2 separate regions of the Pan troglodytes genome follow, and region 2 is linked to region 1. Evidence: chromatin contacts called from public capture Hi-C data. All regions are on one chromosome and are shown on one strand. Each heading gives the region's core, a stretch centred on a gene start, on an enhancer-like site or on the middle of the called end of the contact. The rest is flanking DNA. Distances are from core to core; before and after follow the strand shown. Region 1 overlaps STXBP6 (syntaxin binding protein 6). Region 2 overlaps STXBP6 (syntaxin binding protein 6).

The links. Capture Hi-C pulls out chosen DNA fragments and counts their contacts.
Region 2: a contact with region 1 is called in a capture Hi-C map of stem cell-derived neural stem cells, with 2.9 times the contacts expected there. The contact joins two enhancer-like sites. A contact is called at or near these places in 3 of 7 Hi-C or Micro-C datasets (induced pluripotent stem cells and stem cell-derived neural progenitor cells), 1 of 1 datasets of contacts at active chromatin or transcription factors (stem cell-derived excitatory neurons) and 1 of 1 other capture datasets (stem cell-derived neural stem cells).

The regions. Positions count from the first base shown.
Region 1 is chr15:23,103,231-23,109,833 of NHGRI_mPanTro3-v2.0_pri, reverse strand. It overlaps STXBP6 (syntaxin binding protein 6), which reads left to right. Exons shown (of 6, transcript XM_009427607.5): 5 at 3,967-4,124. Among named protein-coding and RNA genes, the nearest start is that of GZMB, 150 kb to the right of the region's middle. Within about 2 kb of position 4,648, at least 7 of the 24 cell types and tissues checked have an H3K27ac peak or open chromatin away from gene starts, as enhancers often do. A contact at or near this core is called in stem cell-derived neural stem cells, where this site is marked.
Region 2 is chr15:23,320,869-23,327,367 of NHGRI_mPanTro3-v2.0_pri, reverse strand. All of the region lies in intron 1 of STXBP6 (syntaxin binding protein 6), which reads left to right. Among named protein-coding and RNA genes, the nearest start is that of STXBP6, 14 kb to the left of the region's middle. Within about 2 kb of position 2,302, at least 4 of the 24 cell types and tissues checked have an H3K27ac peak or open chromatin away from gene starts, as enhancers often do. A contact at or near this core is called in stem cell-derived neural stem cells, where this site is marked.

The DNA.
Region 1 (6,603 bases), core at 3,399-5,898:
GTGGAACTGATATGAAGGCAAGATCAGTGGAGCAAGATTGGTCTCTGCTCTATCTCCAGAGACTAATTCCAAAAGTAGTTGACTTTATTTGCCATGGTTGACAGCTTCTCAGACTGCTTGAATAAATTTGGGTATTAATATGCTTCCTATCTATTTAGAAAGAATTACTATGCTGTTGGCCTCAGGAGGCTGCTTTATTTCCAGATTTAACTCAGCACAATATGATGAGTCCCAACTTTTGAGTTAGGCATCCTATTTACAAAACATGCTGTGATTTAATAAATATGTGTGAAACTCCCTGTCTGAGCAACATGCTGTGCTACATATAGCAGGATATACAAAGGTATGTAAGGAGTATCTTCTGCAAGCTTCAAAACACTTAGCCCCGAGATAGGAGAGAAGAGAGAGTGACATGCAATGGAACTGGGTGAGATGTGCCATTTTTTTCAAAATTACATAGAAAGAAGATGTAGTCTTAAGGGGGGTGGAGGGACAAACTTCCATTGAGTACCTGGAGACACTGCGTGTACATCTTCATCTCCACAGTAGGCACGTGAGGTAAATGGCACAACCCACATTTTACAGATCAGACAAATTAAATCACTCCCTTAAAGTCATTCTGCCAGTTGTGTCAACATAAAAGTGCCTGGCATGTAGTATGTACTTCATGAATAGTTTTGAATGTTGAATAAATCTTTCAGGGAAGCAATTTTCAACATACACCAAGAGCCTAAAAATGTTTGTATGCTTTGAACCAGCAATTTTATTTCTAGTAATTATCATAGATGTGGTAAAGATTGTGTGTATATGTGAGGCAAGAGGATGGTAAAAAGGCAAGAGTGTAGAGAGCTGTATAGGAGGTGACCTTTAGTTGTATGGGATAAAAGTGAGGAAGGTGTCTAGACTAGACTCCCAGATTTCCGGCTGGATTCAGGACCTGGGCAGATATTGGGGTTGTTTGCTAAGTAGGCGACCCAAAGGCAAAACAGGTGTGGAGGGAAAAGATAATGAGTTGAGGTTTTGACTTACTGAACTTAAGATGACTTTGGGTCATTCTGTTGGACTTTTTCCATAAGAAAACCTATGGGCCTGGAGCTCAGCAGCATGACCTAGTGAAAGATAAGGATTTGGTTATGGAAGTCAAGAGCTGGATGAGATTGCTCCAGAGAGAGTCTGTAGAGTGCAAAGGAGAAGAGAGTGAGGGAAAGAACCCTGGGATTACAGTTTGAGCAAGAGGATCCCAGATAGAAGAAAATAAGTCAGCAGAAGATCTCAGTCAATAGAGGAAAAATATTAAAGATTTAGGGAATGGTCAACAGAGCGAAATGATGCACTCTGAGAATTTGTAATCCAGCTGGGAAGTCATTGCATCTACAGGTGAAAAAGTCAAGTAGGAGAAGAGTTGCCCGTGATTGTACTTAATTAAGTACCCAAGAAGGATATAGATATTATTTAGGGAGTTGAGTGGAGGGAGAGATTGGAATTGACCTGAAGCTTAATAAAGGTGATGGGACTTCACTGTGCCTAAAATGTGGGTAGAATTGAAACTGGAAGAGGTTATTTCAACCAAGGAAATGAAATTTGTTCGAATTCATCCTGATGCCTGAAAATAACTGAAGGTGAATTTCCTATTGGTAGTAGTCAGCAATGTCATCTTTCAACAGTGAAGACAGCATCTGGTTCTCTATGAGTTATAATGTCTCCTGTTAAACAGTATCATATAAAACTGAGTGTGATGTTACCTGACATCACGTGCAAGATTAATTTCAAGCAACAAAGCAGCAAGGCTTATGTGTAGTGGGTTCATTCCAGAAACACGAGTGAAGATCATGCAGGTTAATTCCAGTGGGAAAAGGCAAGTCTTGGTTATACACCCTCTTAATTTTATAGCAGCTAATTCTAAAATCCTTTTGATTTAAGGAAGCTATTCCTAGTGGTGAAGTTGCAGCTTCCCTGCCCTATCTTTTCCCAGTCCTCTGGTGGCTCAGCTGTGAATATATGGAAGGAGGCAGGAAAAGGAGATTTTCTTGTGCCCTCTCCCAACTCCTCTGCGCCCTTCCCCATCTTCCTGTTCCACCCCATTGGCCTCTTCCTTTTTTGAGAAAACTTGACTTTCCATGTGGCATGGGTAATAACTCTTAATTTACCAAGAGGAGTACCTTGAGGACAGAAACGGTCAGGCGTTACCTTGGGAAATAACCTGTCAAAACCTATCTGTATGCTAGTCTGCCCACAATTCTGTCTTAGTGATTGCTTCTCTGAACCAACACCATATCTGCAAAGAACAAGGTAGAGAATAAGGAAAAGTCACTGGGAAACCAGGCTCAAGTGCTATCCATGTCACTTCCCTAGTGATACGGTATTGTGCAAGCCTCTTAACCTCTGCTAGTGTCAATCCTATCAGCAGAATTGTGACAATCAAGTGAGATAATATTCGTGAAGGTGCTTTATGATTGCAAAGTGCTATTCAAGTGTTGAGCAGCATGGATAGGTTATTATCATAGTTATGAGTATGATATGAAAGCAAAGGGGACCAAGATTTCTCCTCCTAAATCTGTTCTGAAGACCCAGACCTTTCATTCCAACCTTGCATTCAACCAGATTTGCCTAGAACTGCATTTCCTCTGCTCCCTGTTTATCTGTGCTGATTTATCTTGGTTCATGTAGTGCTTGATGCAACTGAGTAACACTGAGTTAACCCCATTCTCCTCCCCTTAGTGCATAATTGAATCCCTTGAAATCCACCATTAAAGAAGAAAAATGGAAAAACATTTACTAAGTGCTTCCTCCAGTCCAGGCACTTTCTTTGCCTGAGATCCTTTTCCACAAACCACAGACTGTGCCCACAGAGGAGAAATTAAGAACCCTTTGCAGCTGAGACCAGTGGAAATTGCGTTTCTATTAAAAGCTGTCTGTGGCTAGATGTATCCATCCCAGGTACAAAGTTAAATGATGTAATAAACTTATTCAAAGACATAAAGTCATTATATAAAATGCCATTAAATATCTCACACTCAATGTTAACAAAATACAGCTATAAATTTCCTTTGGTTGTCATTTTGCAAGTTGCTATTTCTCAGTGATTTATGCATCGGCAAGTTCTTCACTATTGAATTTTGCTGCCCAGTCCCGGCAAATGGGATGTCAGGAATGCATGACCCTCTGAGATGCAATGGCTTTCAACCTTCTTGGTATCACCACTCCTGAGTTTGGGAGTACCAAGTTTCTTCTAGGGCTGGTTTCTATCACTGTTTTGTACCTGCTGGTTAAGTATGGTCCTGAGGCTCCGTATTTCACATACTAGAGATCAGAGGTAAGGAGTCCCAACCATCCGAGCCATGGTACAGAATCCAAGGTTGGGAGCAGACACATCTACTCTGAGCTTTGAGACTGGATCATAGCTCTTACATGAAGCTGTACATTTTGGGGTGTTCTTTACTTGCTGGATGAAGGGGTAAAATGAAGAAGAAGCGTTGGAAGGAATATAGAGCATTCTATCTAGAAAAGTTCTGTGGTCCCAGTTTTCCTATGGTTATTCACCGAAACCACAGGTCAAAAGGAAATAACATAAGATCCAGATATGTCTCATTGAACTTGCCTAATTCTGTGAACTTATCAATGTTTTCATTTATCTTTGCAAGCCAAGTTGTAAATCCAGACAGGCCCCATCCTTTTGAGCCTCCACAGATAGAATACTGGCAGAATGGAAATGACTGGCGTGTCAGTGATGAGTTTATAGAGAAGCATTTAGGATTTTCCTAGGTCCTGCAGTCAGTGGGTGTTCTTGCTGCAAGTGCGTCAGTCAAACCCAATCAAAAGAAATGTCGGCTTGTTTCCTAGTCACTAGACGAGCGGCCTTTCTGCAGTGTGACCTGCCTTCCTCTTACAGGGTACTCACCCTGCCGGAGTCTGGTCACTGTGGGTCAGCTGAGCCAGTTTCTGATGCACCTGCTCTCCTCCTTTCAGGAAACAGCATCCTCCATTCAGCTGCTGACAGCGTGACCAGCGCAGTGCAGAAGGCAAGCCAGGCCTTGAATGAGCGTGGAGAGCGATTAGGCCGAGCGGAGGAGAAGACAGAAGACCTGAAGAACAGCGCCCAGCAGTTTGCAGAAACTGCGCACAAGGTGGGCCAAGAGAGGGGCAGGCTTCTCAGCTCTGGGGTGTTGGGGAGCTACAGTGCCAAGAAACTTTATTTCAGTATTTTCCTGTGATGAGAGATATAAAATTAAGCTTTCTATTTCCCCTTTATGTAATTCCCATCTGCTACTTACTAAACACCTGAGTCGTGGAAAATTTCTTCTTGTGCCTGGTTTCTTTGGCTCTTTTCTAATGTCCTCATCCGTATCTCTGACCTTCTGACCTTGGATCTTTAGTTCCTGCTCAGAAGTTTAGGGCTCAAGTATCGAGGCACAGAACAGGGGGTTGGGGAGAAGAGATCAGGTCTTCGAATATCCCTGCCCCACTTAGCCAACACATGGAGGACGTGAGGCTGCTCGTGCTTGCTTTTCCATCCTGTCCCTTTCTCATCCTGAGTCTAGCAGTGTGTCCTTATCTCTTCACCAGACACAAAGCAAGCCCCAGTCCCAGGGAACTACGCACCTCGGGGCTAGTTTTCCCTTGGAGAGGGGTCGATTGTTATTTCAGGGCCTCAATTCTGGGGCTCTGAGCTTGACCGGACCAGCGCTGAGCTGTCAGCAATACTCCCTGCTGCCCCTGAATCCAGAGAAGGGCATTTCCTGCGTGACTGAGTGCGCACTCTGCACATTCTCATACTCGCTGAGAACTGTGCCTTTTAGAAGGGAAAGGGGCAGTTTTTATTGGCAGCCAGCTATCTAAGGCAGTCACAAACCAAAGGAAAGAGAGGCCCTGTTGGTCACGTGATAAAGAGGATTTATTACTGTTGTTGTGCTTCAGATCAAAGGGCAGTTTTTTTTCTGGTTAGTGGTTTGAATTTAGCCTTCCAGAAACAACATCTGCTGATGACTTGTGTTGGCATGTCAGGCTTATGATCTGGCCCTTCAAATACACTTTTCAGGTGACCTTTCGGGGAAGAAAATAACTGGCTTTAACAGAAACACCACTTCTGCTGAGGAAACAAGGATGGATAACCTAAAAAGCAATGAGAAAAATATTCCCAGCTGAGTTGCGGTGACCTCTTCTGGAGGCTCACGCTCAGGTCCAGCTGGGGATCCAGCTCTGAGTGGATGACTCCTGCCTTCTCTTCCTGCATCCCCTTTGCACAGCGCTGTCTTGTCGTCTCATTCATTCTCTGTCATGACAGGGTCTTACTGCACTCTTGCCTGTGGGGCCCATTTCGAGTTCCTTCAAGGAGAATTGGCCAGATCTATCTGAAAATGCAGACAGCCCTGCTGGAGGCCAGAGCCTCAGATTGCTGCTGTGGGTGCAGAGGCAGAGAGAGTGAATTTGGATTGAAGGTCTCCCTAGTTCCTTCCTCCTTTCTCCAGCCTCTGTGACACAGAGATAATGATGACATGGAAATGCTGGCGTTACAGCCTCAGCTTCTTTAACAACAACAGCAGCTTCCGTGATTTCAGTGGGAGACGGATAGTGGAAATCTGGGGAAACATTTAAGTTGTTGAGTTGGGTAGAAGAGGCTAAAGGGAATAACTTTATAACAGTCTTCAGTTCTGGGAAGGGTGATAGTACAGGCATTTTTCTTTCATGTCTTCCCACACAGAATAGAGCAATCAATAGTGCACTGATAAAATTCTGCTAAAACAAGAGTTTAGGTTAATGATTAAACCATGAACCAGGTTACCAAGGAAGATTGTAAAATTGCTCTTCCTAAGGTGGCATAGACAATACCTGGATGTCGTCCACGTAGGCATCCCTCCCAGAGGGGGCTGTACAAACACTGGATTGGATAACCTAACCAGATGGCCTGAATTCTTGGCCCTGGTAGCCCTGTTTCCCTGATACTGTGGCCAAGTTTGCGAGGCAATTGGGAAAGCAATATGGAATAGTAGTTAACATCTTGTGTTTGAATATAGCTCTGTCATTTACCATCTTGGTGACCTTGGGCAAATGCTTAATTTCTCTAAGCCTCAGTTTTCTCATCAGTAGAATAGAGCACTGTTCTATATGAGAATAGTACCTACCTACTAGAGTGTTCAGAGAATTGAATGAGTTCAAAGCTATTAGCACAGTATGTAGCACATATAAATCTAAATTACTATTATTTGTAATCATTTTCATAAATTTTTTTTCTACTGACCCTGCCCTATTCAGTCACATAATGAGCACTGTAGAGGGATTGGAGAATTGATACTGGTGATTGAGGATCCTCAACACAGGGACAGGGAAGGAATGGAGGAGAAGATTTTGTGCCTCCCAAACCCAAAGGGAAAGGGGTGTGGGAGGGCCCTCATGCTAAATGTTGATACTATCTAAACACAGATCAGCCCTTGAAACAGGACCCATCAGGATAGAAACTAATGCAGCCACCAAAGGCAAAGGGGTCTCTGGCTTGACCAGTGGGAAAATTTATGCCTAGCAGTTACCTGCTTTCACTCGGGAGAGGTGAGGCGTGGACAGCTTGTGTTTATTTTGGTTTCCCCTCCCTTAGGTCATCTCGGGGGGAAG
Region 2 (6,499 bases), core at 1,053-3,552, 220 kb before region 1:
AATTCCTAACCTGGGACCCAGAGAGAGACATAAGATATCCAGAGAGATATGCACCAAGAAACTGCAATTTATACAAAGACAGTCAGAAAGCAGCTGAAGACAGAATGAGAGAGAAACTAAGTAAAAGAAACTTGATGCCTCCAAAATGAAGAGTATGCCTCATTTCCATATGTGAACTGAAAAGCTCTCCACTTTTGAAATAAAGGCTTACTATAGAGCAGCCCTGGTAATAGAACTACAAGACTTATAATAACTTCCTGTTTGAGTTGAAATGAAAACTCATAAAGAATCTATGCTATTAACCCCCTAATTTATACTTTTGTATTCTTTTATGTTGTATTTTGTATTTTATGTTGGACTTCTTTTTTAAAATTTTGTATTTATTTTTAATTGAAAAATAATTGTGTATACTTATTGTTGTACAACATGATGTTTTGATATATGTATATGTTGTAGAATGACTAAATCAAGCTAGTTAACATATGCATTACCTCCTATACTTATCATTTATTTGTGGTGAGAACATTTAAAATCTACTCTGTTAGCAATTTTGAAGTATAGAATACACTATGTCAACTATAATCATGGTGTTGTACAGTACGTCTAAATGTATTCATTTCTCCTATCTAACTGAAAATTTGTATCTTTTGACCAACATCTCCCTGGTCACTCCATCTCCTCCCCTGGTAACTACCATTATTTTTTTTTCTTTTTTTTAAAAAAAAGCTTTTAGTTTCGAGGGTACACGTGTAGGTTTGTTATATAGATAAACACAAGTCATGGGACTGTGTTGTACAGATTATTTTGTCGTCCACGTACTAAGCCTAGTGCCCAATAGTTATTTTTTCTGCTCTTCTCCCTCCTCCTACCCTCTGCCATCAAGTTGGCCTAATGTCTGTTGTTCCCTTCTTTGTAACAACCACTCTAATCTCTGCTTCTAAGGGTTCCTATGTCTGACTTCTTTCCCTCGATTTTGTGAGATTCATCCACGTTGTATATGCAGCAGTAGTTTATTTATTTTCATTATTGGATAGTATTCCTTTGTGTGAACATAAATTGCTGATGGCAGATGTTTGAATTGTTTCCAGTTTTTGAGTATTATGAATAATGCTGTTGTGAACATTTATGTGTATGTCTTTTGATGACCATGGGTTTGCTTTTCTGATTGTGGGTGTGTGTCTACAACTGCTGATTTCTAAGATGTGAATATGTTCAGCTTTAGTGAGTACAGCCAGTTCTCCAGTGTGGCTCTTCACACTCCTATCAGGTATGAATAAGAGTTACATTGTTCCACATTCTTGCCAACACTTAGTTTGATAAGTCATTTTCATTTTAGCCATTCTGATGTTTGTATGGGGGTCTGTCATTATGATTTTAGCTTATCTTTCGCTTATCACCATTTGAAGTTTAGTATCTTTCCGTGCCTCTTGTTTATGTTTCAGTTGTGTGTGTGAGTGTGTGTGTGTTCGTATTTTTAAAAACACAATGAAAGTTCCACAGAACATTTGTAAAAAGTCTTGAAATCTGTAGTCATGGGGGTTACCTGTCACTGATATCTGATTTTATCCTCAAATCTTTCTGGGGAAGGAGGACATGAAGTGGTATATAGAGGTATAAAACCCTTTAGCAAGGAAACTTGCTGAATAGTTGCAGCCAGCATAGATGGCCCAGGGCAATTGTAAAGTCAGAGACCATTGGAAAGCGTAAAACCATTTGATCTCCAGATGAGTTTGCCTTTTGTAGAAGTCCCTCTGGAAGATAGTAAACCACCTTAAAAAGTATTGCTGAAAACATTTTTTTGGAATTGCTCTAAGCATGCATACTTTTGAATACTTTAGGTGCTTTTAAAATGACCTTTGAGCATGTACAGTGATTTTGGGAAATAGCAAGACTTCTCAGAGCCCAGTCCCACTGGAAGGAAGGACTAATGCCATGGGTGACAGACAAACAAAAAACCCTAAGCATTATTTACAACACTTGCCTGTAAAGGAATGCAACTTCCTTTCTTGAGTGAAGACTGAAGACATTAGCAGGGGGGGAGAAGATGCCATTTGAATGATGTCTTTTAATCTGTTTTGAGTATTATCATTATACAGATGAAAAGTCAGGTTTAGAGAGCAAAAGAGAACATGATTTAAAAGTCAAACCTTACTGTCTTGCCTTTTCCTTTCCCTACCCTGCCTCTCCTCTGCCAAGTGTTGGAGGAATTAACAAAACTCTGTTGCAGCCAGAAAAACAAGTGCTGATAGTGAAGTTCTGGTTTCCATTCCTGTCCTATTTCAGAGTCCCAGGAGCTCTCCGGGCCTCTGTCAAATGGGGCTCTGTGGAGACGGGAGTCCTAGGTGGCCTGTGTCAGGCTTCAGGACACTCCTGTTTCCCAAACCTGGTTCCTGCGGTCCTGCTGATCTTTGGAGCTCTTCAGGGCCTTTCAGGGTCCTGCCACATTCTGCCAGGACTGTCTTACTGTAGGCTTTGCTGTGTCTGCTCCTTTTTCTTCCTGACTGGCAAATAGTTACCCAGAAAATACTTTAAAGATATGCTGATGAATAATGTCACTGTTGTAAATATATTCCGTGTATATTCCGTGTAAAAAGCAGGTCTTTTTCAGGGTGGATACTTACATAAAATCTGACCAGTAGAGGAAGGGTATAGCTGATTTCTTTTTTTTTTTTTTTTTTTTTTGAGACGGAGTCTTTCTCTGTCGCCCAGGCTGGAGTGCTGTGGCGCCATCTTGGCTCACTGCAAGCTCCGCCTCCCGGGTTCACGCCATTCTCCTACCTCAGCCTCCCGAGTAGCTGGGACTGCAGGTGCCCGCCACCACGCCTGGCTAATTTTTTGTATATTTTTAGTAGAGACGGGTTTCACTCTGTTAGCCAGGATGGTCTCGATCTCCTGACTTCACGATCGGCCTGCCTCGGCCTCCCAGAGTGCTATGATTACAGGCGTGAGCCACCGTGCCGGGCCAGCTGATTTCTTTAATGTTCATTTATTCCTGAACTTAAAATCTCCTATTAGTTTTCCCCAAGACCCAGTGGGTTAATGTTCTTTGGTGTACAGTAAAGACTTTCAGAAATTTTTCCTGAAAAGAATGCCCTGGGCAGGTAGCTTTCAGATAGACAGTGGGGCATTTGGCTGCCCCAAGGGTCCAGAAGAAAGACATATGTGCTTGGCCATCCCAGAGACCTGTTCTCACCCTTTTGGGATCATGGACCCCACCACACTAGCCCTCTTCCACTGACACTGGGAATGTTGTCTATAAGCTGAGGATGTAGAAAGCTGCAATCCACAACCTGTATTTTTTTTTTTTTTTTTTTTTTTTTTTTTAGATGGAGTCTTGCTCTGTTGCCTAGGCTGGAGTGCAGTGGCACAATCTCGGCTCACTGTAACCTCCGCCTCCCGGGTTCAAGTGTTCTCCCGTCTCAGCCTCCTGAGTAGCTGGGATTATAGGCACACGCCACCATGTCTGGCTACTTTTTGTATTTTTTGTAGAGACGGGGTTTCACCATGTTGTCTGGGCTGGTCTCGAACTCCTGACCTCAGGTGATCCACCCACCTCAGCCTCCCAAAGTGCTGGGATTACAGGCGTGAGCCACCGTGCCCAGCCCACAACCTGTTTTTCTGGCTCAAAGTAGTAGCAAAGAAACCTCTGTGTTTCTCCTGAGACTACATAGAAGAATGCTTTCTTCATTTGGTAGTTTCTTTATTTTTAACACCTATAATCCTGCACAGTCTTGGTTTTTACTGCAGAGTACTTGGCCGTGGGTAACCAGATTGCTAAATTTCCTATACAGATTATAATTTTATTTTGTTCATTTTCACACAGTTTTCCCTGGATAAAATGAGGTAGCTGAGAAAAAAAAAAATCTGAGGACATTTTAATGAAAACTCCCTCTGGTAAGATATTCATTTTTATGCCACATTTAATTCCTGTAAAGAATTCCAGGTGTCACTAAGAAGCAGTTGAACCCAGTGGCTGTGAATATCTGGCGATCTAAACTCATTTTCTTATCAGATTATATTGTCCTATACACCTGTGTAGGTTGTATATGTCAGATCTGGACTTGGCTGGTGGACGTTTGAACTTATTGACTTCCTGCCAAAAGAAAGAAACGTATAAATGGTGCTTTGTACTTTGAATTTCATGGTGTCCTGAGTAAACACAAAATATACATTGTGACAGGAGGAGTAAAGGACCGCCCACATCCTTATTTTTTGAGTGGGTGTAGCTAATGATTAGTTCCTGGATATGTAACTAGGATGTAGGTCAGGTCCCATTGTCATCTGCAGCAGAGGTACAGTAAGCACTGCCTCCCTATAGATGGCTGTGTTATCTCACAGGTACAACTGTCTAAAGTTCTTTTTATGAGAATTTTTTTTTTTTTTTTTTGGAGACAGAGTCTCACTCTTGTCACCCAAGCCGGAGTGCAATGGTGCGATCTTGGCTCACTGCAACATCCGCCTCCTGGGTTCAAGTGATTCTCCTGCCTCACCCTCCCGAGTAGCTGGGATTATAGGTGCACGCCTCCATTCCCAACTAATTTTTGTATTTGTAGTAGAGACAGGGTTTTACCATGTTGGCCAGGCAAGTCTCAAACTCCTGACTTCAGGTGATCTGCCCCCCTTGGCCTCCCAAAGTGCTGGGATTATAGGTGTGAGCCACCACACCCGGCCAAGAAGTTTTCTAAAAGTTTTTAATAAGCTTCTTGGTTTAGGAATAAGGAGCTCACTTCAGTGAATATCTGAGGCTTCCTCTATGTGATATTGATTAAAATATTAATAGCTGTGCATATGTAGTGTGCTGGGCACTGTGCTGAGGACATTTTATGGATTCTTTCAACTCTTTTAATTAGGTGCCGTTAGTAGCCCTGTTTTACAGAGTCAGAAACCAAGGCTCAGAGAAGTTGTCCTTTGGTCCCAGGGTCACACATCCCATCCATGTGACTCTCAAGTTCAGGCTCTTGACCACTGCACTGTGCTGTACTGAGGCAGTGCGTGACTAGAGGGTATGGTCAGAACCTGGGGCCATTCTTGAGAAACTGGATTTCAAAAGAAAGAAGATCAGACGTTTATTAATAAGAAGTGCATCAGTATGAGCGACTGCATTTTAAATATGCTCAGCTTACGTGAGGGATGGGGAAATTGTAGCAGATTTTGAGAAGAAACTGGGTTTTGAAGGAGAGAAATGCCATTGACATTTAAAGGAGGGGAAAGATATTCAGCTTCATGTACGGATGATGACCTACATCGTGGAAAGGCCTCCACAGAGGGATATGGTTCTTGTGTGGGGGTGTTAGGGGGCAAGTTTACCTGGAACAACTCTTTCAGTAGGTTTAGTTGGTTTTTCTTTCAGTAAGTGTTTGGGTGTTATTACCGGTACCTCCTTCCCCTGCCTTTATCAAAAGCAAACGTACAGGGCCAAGCTTCTATACAGCACCCTACTTCTTTCCTTGTCCATTTCATGTCCAGGCTTGGAACAGGAGAAAGGACAGACAAAGATATTATAGTTTCTCTCCCCTTCCTCACATAGATGCTGTGTCATAGTGCTATTTTGGGGTGAAGGGACCCCAGGAAATTCCTGGTTTAAAATCCTGCAGGGCCATATACCTGCATTTTCTCAGGCACTTTTTTCATTTTGTTTTGTGTTAAACTTAGATCTCTGTCTTTTCATTCATTCAGCAAAAGAGTCTACGTGTGTAACCGATTTTCATGGTGAGCAAAATCAGACAAGGTTTCTGCTTTTATAGAATGTTTTTAAAGGAGCTAAACTAATTGCATAAAATGTTACATGACAACTGTTGTAAGTGCTCCAGGGGGGTACATGTTTGAGGGAGTTTGGCCTAGTCAAATAAATTAGGGCAGTTTCCTAAGGAAGTCATGATGAGCTGAGATCTGAAGGATGAGTAGAGTTAAAGAGGGAGGGAGATGGCATTATGGAGGTGATGGAATGTGCAAAGGCCCTGAGGTAGGAAGGACCTTGGTATGAGCAAGGGGCAGAAGCCCTCTATGGCTGGAAGTGGAGGATAATGGGTATGAGAAAGTATTTTCTCAAGAGTCACCAGTGTTCCTAACATGGATTTGAAGTGATTAGATTGACAAGATTCATGTTTGTTGCAATAAAGGAAGTGGATGAATTGATTGTGGAAGTCCAAGAGAAGATACAGTGGACCAGTTTAGAAGTTTTTGCAGTAGTTTAGGAAGAAATGATGATAGTCTGACCAGGGTGGTAAAGATGGAGCGAACCGGGTGGAGGTATGGAGAAATAGAAAGAAGTGATATGACTGGATGTGGTCATGGGTTGAAAGTACAGGGTGAGAAACAGGGAGATGCCAGAGTTGGCTCTTCAGTCTCTAGCTTGCATGACTGTGTGATGGTGGTGTCATTGCATGGACCGTCATGCCTCCCCAGGTAGACTATAGTCAAGATCTTTTTCCAATTGAAGTTTGAATCCTCACAGTATTACTTATAATAGCCACTCAGGTACCTTTTGTTTGATGGATTA